Linked DNA regions of Mustela erminea: region 2 is linked to region 1. Evidence: chromatin contacts called from public Hi-C data. All regions are on one chromosome and are shown on one strand. Each heading gives the region's core, a stretch centred on a gene start, on an enhancer-like site or on the middle of the called end of the contact. The rest is flanking DNA. Distances are from core to core; before and after follow the strand shown.

Region 1 (2,604 bases), core at 39-2,538:
CATGCACATATATAGTCAGAAACAGTAAAAGTGCATACATCAAAATTATCTTTGATACAATTATGGCTAATTTTTGTTTTACACTGTGTTTTTTGTGTCTTCAAATATTCTGCATTAGTTATGGATTTTATAATGAAATAAATTGTTATTAAATTAGAAAGTTAGGAGTACGTTAAATGATAGAATAAAAGATTTGTTGGGCTGGAACACATGGACCTTCATATAAGAATATCAGATGGCGGGCGCCTGGGTGGCTCAGTGGTTAAGCCGCTGCCTTCGGCTCAGGTCATGATCTCGGGGTCCTGGGATCGAGTCCCGCATCGGGCTCTCTGCTCAGCAGGGAGCCTGCTTCCTCCTCTCTCTCTCTCTGCCTGCCTCTCTGCCTACTTGTGATTTCTCTGTCAAATAAATAAATAAAATCTTTTAAAAAAAAAATATCAGATGGCATGCTAGAATAATAATGTAACTCCTATAACTGGACCATGGAAGATGGTTTTAAAAATGCTTTCTGAATATATGAATAAAAACTAGTGTTAAAATTATACCTCTCTGACACACCCACAAGCTAGGGTAAGTCCTACACCTGTGTAGGCTGCCTGCTTTCCCATAGATTTGCACCTAAACACTACTGTGAACTGGTGAAACTAAGAATTTACAGTATTGTCATCTCTCTCCTGTAAGTCATTCACAGGCCTCCTTTACTCCTGTAGGTTAAACATCTCTCCAGGGTCCTAGATTCGTGCCATCATCGCTCTTGGCGTTTCCAGCTTCTCACTCCTAAATTAAGTGGGACCGAGTCTGTCCACGAAGATAGCCTTCATTTTAGAGAAGGTGTGTGCCTCACAGTTGGCTTTGCATTTCTTCCAATTCCAGGCTTCTGCTGATGAGACTGTTTTGGTCCCAGAAGTGAATCCTGGCCAAAAGCAGGTTCTCCCTCACCATGAAGGACAGAGCTGCACCACGGTGCAGGTAGGTGCCTTTGCATTCTCAGCCTCTCAAGGATACCTTTTCTGGTGTCAGAAATAGCCCTCTGTCTCTGCCTATTGGTAATCAGTAGCTGAAGCATTGAGCAAGAACTCTCTCAGCAAGAATTCTGCCCATTGAGATCCTGCCTCCGAAGTCCCAGTGACCAGTGTGACTTATGTGACCACACCAGATGCACATCTTATTACAGTTACGTGGGAACAATCTGACCAGATCCTGAATCATGCATGGAGCTGTTACAGGCTTTTCACCAGACATATGCACAAAGGACACTGGGGCTTTCTGCCCGTTATCTTTATTGCCAGCTCACGCTGGCTCCAGATCCTATCGAGCTGGACAATGTGGACTCCCCAGTGATATTTTTGCCCTTCTGACTCAGAATGTCCCAGCAGACGCCAAACGCAAGGCAGAGAAGAGATGAAAAGATAAGTACATTACTAGATCTAAACAAAGCTAAGGATCCCCGGAGATGATTGATAGGGAAAATATTTTCTCAGCCCACTTCCACTTATGACTTTCTTCCTCCAACACAATCTCCCGCAGAAGTTTCTATAAAATCTCCATTTTGTTCTAGATTCACTTGAGTTCCTTTTTCTTGGGAATGAAGGACAGAAGTCTTGAGCACCCCCTAGAGGTAGGAGTGTGCTAGTAAGAGTCTCCTCAGCCTCGCTCTTGACTTCAGTCCACACAGTCCATCTTAACAGCAACCTTAGTTAATTGCTTGCCGTCTTCCACCCACTTCCAGCCTGCTTCTAGGTGACCTGTCTTTAGCCTGATCAGGGGACATCTGACTGCAGCTTCTATCCTGTCGTATTTCAGCGACTCTAATCTCTATAATAGGAAGTTCTCCTTGCTAGCTGCTTAAACAGTACAGTTTATGTTTCCATCTTGTCTCACATTGTCTCTTTTAATATAAGTACTTTGTTAGTCATATTCTACTTGACATCTCTCCCCCAAGTTTCCTTCCTCTTTATCCTTATTATTGCTCTTCATTTTACCTAGAATTCTTTTCCTTCCCTGGGCCCTCATCGCCTCGTGAAAATCGTTTCCATTCATTAAAAGCCCAAGTCCCAGGCCAGCTTCCCCACACCCAGCTCTGAAATCCTGTAGAACTTGTTTACAAAGCCTTCCTATATTCTCCTTTGTATTTTAGTTATCTCTACATTGCTTATCTTATTCTATTCAACCAAATGCCTACTACAGTGTCAAGGTCTAGTGTGCGGTAGATGATCCGTTGCTAAATGTTGAATTATATTGTTGAAGTATGATTTCAAACAACCCATTTTCAAAGAACAGAGATAACCACACTGTTGAAAAGGAAAGAAGACAGAAAGAAGAGAAACAGGACTGGAAGAGAAAGGTCACGAGAATCTCAGCCTGCTGTGGAAAGAACACTGATGAAGGATCAGCAGCCTGGGCTCAGGCCTCACGTGGCTGTTAATGACCTAAATGAGCACGAAACTACTCTCCAGAGAATCAAGGGAGTGGGTTCCATCTCAAGTTTGTCACCACGATGAAACTGTATGAGCATCTCCCCATCTAGGCTCCTGATAGCTGACCAAACAAGATAGCGTTGAGACTGCATGCAGAGCCCTAGCATCAGATGTGTGCTAAGACCTG
Region 2 (2,604 bases), core at 47-2,546, 300 kb before region 1:
GGGTATGTGCTTTGGTGAGTGCTGTGAAGTGTGTAAACCTGGCGATTCACAGACCTGTACCCCTGGGGATAAAAATATATGTTTATAAAAAATTAAAAATTAAAAAATACATATATTTTTAAAAGTTCTCAATTTGTTTATTAATATAACACAGATCTAATTAGAAAACATGATAATGTATTTTTAATATTTAATGTTTTAAATTTTAAGAATATTTTATTTATTTATTTGCAAGACACACACACACACACACAGAGCACAAGCAGTGGAGCGACAGAGGGAGAAGGAGAAGACTCCCAGAGGAGGAGCCCAGCATGGGGCTCCATCCCAGAACCCTGGGATCATGACCTGAGCCAAAGGCAGGTGCTTAACCCACTGAGCCACCCAGGCGACCTGATAATCTATTCTTTGTTAATCAAACTCAAGAATGCCAAACAGGCGACTTACGAAGAGTGGCTGTTCACGCGAGGGCCTCACTTCCGTTCCCCGACAGAGAGAGAACGATTTGACTCGGGGGTTACTAGCCTAAGTAGGTGCTGCCAGGATGCAAGAAACTATCTTGAGGCAGAGAATGAGGGGGAGATGCAGGAGAAAAAAGGGAAACTTCCAAGGTCGTAGGCTTGTGATATATTTTCCCCTCGAATTAGGACGGAGCTGCAAAAAGTAGAAAGAAGGGGAAAGATGGAATCAAAATCTGTGTTGGTTTTCTTGAGGTTTAGGAGCAAAAAATAAAGCGAGAAGCAAACTAGGATCAAGGGTCTTTCAGAGCTGGACGTTATCATATAAACACTTAGTCCAGGGGGTTGCAGTTCTGTTTAGAGTCAAACCCAAAGGAACTCTTAAAACAGAGAAGAGAGAAGCGAAGCCTGGGTGGCCGAAGGGTGAGTGGGGCAGGACCCGCGCGTGCGCACACACCCCTTCCCCCTCCCCACCCACCGCTGCGAGCCTCTGGAAACCGACGGAGCAGCCTCTGTGTCTCACTTTAAACTGAAGAAACAGACGCGCAGATCCAAGTGTGTCTCACGGTCACAGCGCAGAGCCGGATGTCACGTCTCCACACAACTCACTACTTATGGGTTTGCCACTGGGGGGAGGCAGGGAGGTGGCTGGCGTTTTGTGCAATCAGCAGGGTGAGCCGTGGCGGTGAGAATCGCTCAGGAAGAAGGCGGGAGGGCTGCATCTCCGCGGCGCCAGGGGCGGTGCGGGCCCTTCGCCCAGACTCTTCCCCCTTGCGGCCACCAGGTGGCGCGCCTGGCCCGCGGGTAGCGTCTGCGCAGCGGGGCGGGAGGGGGACGCCCTCGCGCGCGCATCGCCTTGGAAACGGAAGGCGCTGGTGCAGCCGCGGTGTGGGTGGGCCTGGTCCGCGGGCGGGTTGCTCGCGCTACTAGGAATCCACTGCAGTGCATCCGCACCTGGAAGCCGTCAAGGGGAGGTAGGGAGACTGGCAGGGCTCCTCGCTCGGCCCCTGACTCCTTCCAGTCTGACACTTAAGACGTGACATCTCCGCCCCACCCCCACCAGCCCTCGGAGCTGGCTCCGAGCCCACAGGGGCCCGGGGTCGCGTCCTCCTGGCGATCTCCTTGCTCCTGGACCGTTGGAAACCGCCAGGAGGGGTCCTCATGGGCCCGCCCCTGCGCAGGAGATCGAAAGGGAAGGAGATCTTTTGATCTGATCAAAATACTGCTCTCTCTTTCCTCCTTGCAGTAGCACCCCCGGATGCGTTGCTTATTTCTCTTCTAGATCTTCTGTTCCTGGAGGGCAGGATCTAAATATAATTCAGGTTTGTAACTCTCGCGGTGCGTTCACAGCCTCTAGCACACCGTACATGCTCAGGAAACGAATCCTTCCATTCGTATGGAGTTTGAGGCTCAACAGTATTCCCAAAGCGTTTGAGCTTCCTTTGTAACCCTGACGGGAGGCAGGAAAGATGGGAGAGAACCCAGGGTCAGAGGGGGTTCAGCGGCTTGTTCGAGGTTATAAAACTCACTAGTGGAGGAGCTGGGACTCAAGTCTCCATCTGCTTAGTGCTCTTCTCACCGCACTCCCAGTTCTGTGAATGTCCTTTGAGTGAGGGCTCCCACAGCCTGCATCCTTCTCGGGCCCCGCGCAGAGCCCTCCTGCCGGGGTGCTCCCTGAGTGCCCTGAGTGTCGTTTCTGGTCTCTTCCTCACCCTCCCGGTCCGCAGACTGGCTTCCGCTCCTGGCGCTGGAGGCTGCAAACATCCTTCTGAAGAGGACACTTAGTTTCTTTCTTTGATTAATTTGTTAGATTTGTATAGTACCTTGCTTCTTCACTCCCCTTCTGACTCCATGATTAATTCTGTGCTGGCAAGAGAGAGTTGAGGAGTGGCTGGGAGAGGAAAGATGTCCCACTGAAGAAAGAAATATACACACATATATATTTCTGTGAAGGCAGAGAAGGAAAGTGATAAGATTGGGCATTTATCATTGTGTGTCTGATAACAGTTCATGGATTTCCTTGAATCCCGCTCCCCACCCCAAGACCTGGTTCCAGTAGATTCATATTCACCACTGTTCTTTGAAGCTAGAAGCCTTTTTGTTCTCTTCCACCACCCGAGGATGAAAATACTACATGTATTTCCCT

The links. Hi-C and Micro-C count contacts between places; a contact is called where the count stands out from the background.
Region 2: a contact with region 1 is called in a Hi-C map of spleen, with 4 times the contacts expected there. The contact joins the promoter of CCDC83 here to the enhancer-like site in region 1. A contact is called at or near these places in 2 of 3 Hi-C or Micro-C datasets (skeletal muscle and spleen).

Annotation. Positions count from the first base shown.
Region 1 is chr9:44,462,000-44,464,603 of mMusErm1.Pri, reverse strand. No RefSeq gene overlaps it. Among named protein-coding and RNA genes, the nearest start is that of EED, 30 kb to the right of the region's middle. Within about 2 kb of position 1,288, the one cell type or tissue checked has open chromatin away from gene starts, as enhancers often do.
Region 2 is chr9:44,760,861-44,763,464 of mMusErm1.Pri, reverse strand. CCDC83 (coiled-coil domain-containing protein 83) reads left to right here and starts at 1,296. Exons shown (of 11, transcript XM_032357476.1): 1 at 1,296-1,432.